Linked DNA regions of Sus scrofa: region 1 is linked to region 2. Evidence: chromatin contacts called from public promoter capture Hi-C data. All regions are on one chromosome and are shown on one strand. Each heading gives the region's core, a stretch centred on a gene start, on an enhancer-like site or on the middle of the called end of the contact. The rest is flanking DNA. Distances are from core to core; before and after follow the strand shown. Region 1 holds the start of ZWINT (ZW10 interactor). Region 2 holds the start of CISD1 (CDGSH iron-sulfur domain-containing protein 1).

Region 1 (2,700 bases), core at 126-2,625, 1.7 Mb after region 2:
CAACAAATTTCAAATTCTGTTAATTCTTACATAATTCGCTTTTGTCCTCTCCTGTTGTCTCTCCTTCAGGAACTCTATTCACAGTTTATAAGGTTGTGGGAGATTGTCCCACAGTTCAATGTTGCTTTGTTCTTTTTATTTTGTATTTTAATTTTCTATTATTTCTAAGAAGCTAATTTTCTTAGTTTCTAAGGCTATGCCTTCAATTTCATTTATCTTTATTACGCTATGTTTAATCTTTCGAGGAACTACTAAACTGTTTTCCAAAAACAGATGCACCATTTTAGATTCCTACCAGCAACATCAGCAGTCCACTTTTCCACATCCTTATCTCTTATTACCTTTTTGACTACAGATCGTCTCATCTTTTTGAACTGCTAATATCCTTGTCTGTTGATTCTAACATCTATTTCTATTCTAATCAGTGATTTATTTTTCTCCTAAATATGGGTTTTCATTCCGTTTTTATTTTTTTGCCAGCTTGGTAGTTTTTAACTGGATATCAGACATTGTGAACTATACCTTATTGGTTGCTGGACATTTTCGTATTTCTAGAAATATTACTGAACTTTGGTCTGTCGTACACTTAAGTGACTTGTTAACCCTTAAATCCACTTGAGCGTTGTTTTTAAGATTTATTAGGAGGCAACAGTGCAGTGATCAGTCTAGAGCTAATGCCCTACTAAGATAAAACCCGATTGTGTACTCTAATCAAACCTGCATGGATTATGAAGTTTTCCAGCCTGGTTGGTGGAAAGTTACTATTTCTGACCCTAAGTTATCTCTGGGAATCTTTAAAATCCTTTCAGGGAAGTTTCCTCAGACACATGATGCCCAGTACTCAGTAAAATACTGGAGAAAACTCTGAAGAACCCCGTGTTCTCCCTCAGCTCAACTCTCCTTTCTGCTATACTCTGCACAGAACATTACTTGCCTTGGTTTCCCTCAGAATTCAGCTCCATCCTGTCAACACAAGTAATCCGCGGGCTCTGCCTAGGTTGCTTCTCCCTGCACCGCGTTCTGTAAAATTTTAAAGGAGTAAGTTTTTGAGCTAGTATTTGCTTCCTGGGCCTCCAGGATCATTATTCTTTACTGATGCCAAGTCTCAGAAGGCAGACCTGTGTTCTCCTTCCACAGCATAAAGGTAATACTGAGAACTGCCATACTACAAAGTTCTCCACTTTCTTGCGTAGTTTGAGAAGAACCGGCTGCCCGCTGCGAAGCGAACTCAAACCGCTTCCTCACAGCCTCCCCGCTAGTGCGCAGGCGTAGACCTTTGCGCAGGCGTAGACCTGCGCGGCCGCAGGACTCAGCAACAACTGCGCCTGCGCCAAACAGCAGGGCCCGCCAATGCGTGAATCTGTATCTTCCAATGAGGGCCCACGATAGTCCTTGTTTCCCACCCACTGACCGGACATCCAATTGTCAGCCCCGGCGCGCAGTCCGCGGGGATCCAAAGTGGACGGAGGATTGAGCCGAAGCACTGAACGGGGAAGGATGGAGGCGGCGGAGACCAAAGCGGAGGCTGCAGCCCGAGAGTAAGTGTCTACCGCCAGGTGGCAGCCAGGGATGGGCTGGGGCTGACCTTGCGCGCCCCCTCATAAAATCGGTGATCTCTGTCGACCCCTTAGAGCTTGTTGTGGTTCGGTTCCGCCGTGAAGTGATCCTGACCCTAGCCCCCCATTCTTAGGTTCTTGAGGTAACTGTTGCCTATTTCCTAGATTCATCCCTCTTCCAACACACGCTCTTTCACCGCTGCCTTCTAATGGACCGCTCCCTAACAAGGGAGAACTTTGTTCCCTTGTAAGACCGCTCCCTAACAAGGGAGAACTCTGGAGAGCCTGTGACACCCAGACCCCTGTCCTTAGCCTCTCCTCAAGTATTCTGAGACCCCGCCCCAAGCCTTGTGTTCTCTCAATGGAGGACTTCCCCATTACCCCCATTACCTGTCTCCCTTACACCTTTCAGAAACTCGGAAGTTTTCTCTTCAGTGAGACATTCCCTATTTAGTATCACAGCTCCTTCCTCACATTCCTTATTCCCTTGGCTTTTCTTATTTTTCCTTACAACACATAATCTCCGTGTGTCCTCTGTACACACACCATTCCTGGTCCCAGATGGCCCTCCAAGACTGTGTTGGATAAAAGTCAGGGCAAGACTCAGTATTAACACATATGTTCACATTTGTGCATGTACACACAAATTCTCTAGAACACAGGAGTCCGCAGTTTTCCCTGTTTTCTTATCCCTTCAGGGCCTTGGCCAAGGTGGCAGACATCCTGGAACCTACAGGTCTTCAGGAGGAGGCAGAACTGCCCGCCCAGATCCTGGCTGAGTTTGTGATGGTATGTACAAGATGGGAGCCAGCCTGTCAGAAGCCTAAGTCCTTCTGTTGAGATACTGGGCAGCATTAATGGTGAGCAAACTTCAAGGAAGCCTTGTTGACCTATAGTACTAGGAGTTAAGAATGTTCCCTGCCTCTACCCTCCCTCTGAACAGGACTCTCGGAAGAAAGACAAGCTCCTCTGCAGCCAGCTACAAGTAGTAGACTTCCTACAGAACTTCTTAATCCAGGAAGACACTGCGCAGGGCTTGGACCCCTTGGCTTCTGAAGACACAAGCCGTGAGTAGGCAAGGAGTTGGGATAAGGGCTGCTCTGAGTAAAGAAGGAAGGGAGACATCAGTCAGGTCAACTGTTTG
Region 2 (2,700 bases), core at 169-2,668:
CCTCATGGATACTAGACAGGTTCATTGCCGCTGAGCCACAACAGGAACTCCAATCTCTACTTTAATTGCAACAAGGATGACTCTACTTAAGGGAGACTAATGATGAATACCCTTTGAAATAACTTTTCCAAGTAATCACCTCCTATATGCCACATTAGGAACTTAAAAACGTCATGGATTACCAACCTCACTCTGTTAGGTAACTTTTGCAACAAAACTAGGGTGCAAGTTAGTAGGGATCTTTTACACCTCCCACTCCAGATGCTCAATATTCACTAAATGAATCAAGAGCGCTATTTTTAATTGACTTCTGGGCAATCTCTTTGCCTTTACTTAACTATCATTACACGTTACCAAACCTTGAGGTGTGGCGTTATATACCTGGCAAAGATCACATGTATACTGGATGGTACACATTATTAAATTAACAATTATACTACCATCAAGAATTATTATGAAGTGAAGCCCCACATTAACTGACTTCTAGAAAGTCTAATTTTAATCGAACCTTCTGTGAAGTAACATTTTCAAACCCCAGGTACCAGCACAAGGGAAGCAAGGCTGAGAAAGGTGAAGGATCAGTGAGCTCCAACTCAGTTTTCTATCCTCTCTTGGACTACTGCCACCGAGAGCCAGATGCCAGAGGCATTAAAACAAAAACAAAAACAAAACAAAAAAACCTGGGAAAACTGAAGACCCCGGATTGGGTTTCCTTCCTTTAAAAAAACGTGTGCAAAAAACTAAGATGTGATTAGTCATGCATGCACCGCTTGATGGTTGCAGGAAATCGACGTTCTCACTCCACGGTGATTTAAGGGTTGAGAGTGGAGAAGAGGGTTTTTTGTTTGTTTTCATCTTTCCTTTTATCCAGGCCCTATGACAAAACAGGCGTCGCAGGGGATAAGAAAAACTAGCAGAGCAAGAATCGTTAGGATTTAGGGTTTAGCTAGTTTGGGGAAATGCGGTCTAAAACTGGGTAGATGCCTGCATGGCCCCCATGCCACTTATGCCTGGAGATCATACTCTGATCTTGCTCTTTTCCCCGTGCGGTCCGGGGAGCCCGAAGGCCAGCGGAACGCTTGCCCTTCTGCATCTCAAGGTTACAGGACCGGCGGGCGCGCAGAGCGAGCGGCAGTAACAGCCCAAAGAGGCGCTGAGGGATCTGCAATCGGTGCGCAGGCCGCCAGCCTTACCCACTCCCAGGCCCCACTTCACCTCGTACGCTGGAAGTCGTACTCATGGCGCCGTCGCTTGCAAGGATGTGCACTGGACGCTGAGCACAAACCGGCTCGCGCGGACAGCGGGAGTCAAGGGGCGACCAGCGACGGTCCTAAGGGCACCGACTCCAGGCTGCTACCGCGCAGGCGCCGCGACGATCGGTAAGCACGTGTGTATTATCCGTCAGGCTAGTGCTGAGCATGCGCAGAGCTGTGTCCCGGGCCTTTGGGAGATCTTGAGTCCGGATTTTGACAGCCGCAGGAGGGGGGAGGAGGGAGAGACCTAGAGAAGTAGCGACCTAGAGAGGTAGCAACTGAGTTTGCGCAATCCTTAGGCGCTTGGTTCTGGAGCCCAGGAAAAGGGCCTTTGGAATAGGGAGTCCAGGCCAGGTTTTATGTTTCTCCCAGGTGCGCGGATTTCTCTGGACCGAGAACAAGTGCTGATGTAACACTTGCCAAAATCAGATATCTAAGGTTTTACCCCACATTTTCTTGTTTAGTCTGGTACCTGCAGGGCGAAGTCCAGTTATATGAAATGCCAGTGACAGACACAGGAACCCACTGTGATGTCTCATTCTAGGCTCTCCCCTCGCTCCCACTGTGCATCCCTTTTTTCTGCCTACCCAATTCTCCATCTATTGAGGACCTTGGATCTTGCCTTAACGTAAGGGACCTTGCCTTAACACAACTTCGTGTTGAGGGAGGGGAAAAAAACCTGGCTCTTTTCATTAAGAGAAAAAAAATGATCACTTAAAAAAGATTATTCCTTATCTTTTGCAGTCTGATATAGGTGTCGGTTTCTTTTTCTTTCTTTTCTTAGTTGCTTAGGGGCACCAATTTTCGGAGGGGGTATAGTATTACTTGAAGGGTGTTTTGCAGGCGCGTCTGCTAAGAAACTGCCAGTTTTTACTCCTGTTGTATCTGTGCGGCTGGGGATTGTAGGGAGGTAATCGCAGTTAAAGGGTGGCCTCACAAGTCATCCTGGGCACAGCCACCCTCCTAACTCTCCTAACGCGGGACTGACTGGTCCTCACAATTGGGAGCCTCTGGCATCTTTGAGCCGGACCCCGGTAAGCGTGCAAACGCGCACTGAATGAATGAGGACACAACAGCCCTGCAGGCGTCACACGGCCAGTCAGGGTGGGGACAAGAAAGGCCGCCAGCGTCTTCCCAGCATCCAGGTCGCCTTCCGCTCGCCCTGGCGGCCGGGGCGCACGCCCCGCCGCGGGGGTCCCGTCGGGCGGCCTCTGGGCATGCTCAGTGGCGGCAGCGGCCGCTGGTCGCGCAGTCGGAAGCTTGCGGCGGAGGCGGCGGTGCAGGCGGCGCTGACGCGCGCGCGGCAGCTAAGGGGACTGGAGGACGGCGGGAGGGGGCGGGGGCGCGGGAGGTGGGGCCGCCGTCGCCGTCAAGGCCCCTGGGAGCGCGGGGCGCCGCAGCCGCAGCTCATCCGCTCGGATCCGTCTCCGGGGCTGCGCCGGGGCCG

Evidence for each region. Promoter capture Hi-C pulls out the DNA fragments that hold promoters and counts their contacts.
Region 1: a contact with region 2 is called in a promoter capture Hi-C map of liver, with 7 times the contacts expected there. The contact joins the promoter of ZWINT here to the promoter of CISD1 in region 2. A contact is called at or near these places in 1 of 5 promoter capture datasets (liver) and 1 of 47 Hi-C or Micro-C datasets (heart right ventricle).

Annotation. Positions count from the first base shown.
Region 1 is chr14:94,093,443-94,096,142 of Sscrofa11.1, forward strand. ZWINT (ZW10 interactor) reads left to right here and starts at 1,376. Exons shown (of 10, transcript XR_002338428.1): 1 at 1,376-1,538; 2 at 2,255-2,345; 3 at 2,500-2,623.
Region 2 is chr14:92,380,884-92,383,583 of Sscrofa11.1, forward strand. CISD1 (CDGSH iron-sulfur domain-containing protein 1) reads right to left here and starts at 1,419. Exons shown (of 3, transcript XM_021073223.1): 1 at 1,216-1,419. The coding sequence starts at 1,240. It overlaps IPMK (inositol polyphosphate multikinase), which reads left to right and starts at 2,588. Exons shown (of 6, transcript XM_021073222.1): 1 at 2,588-2,700.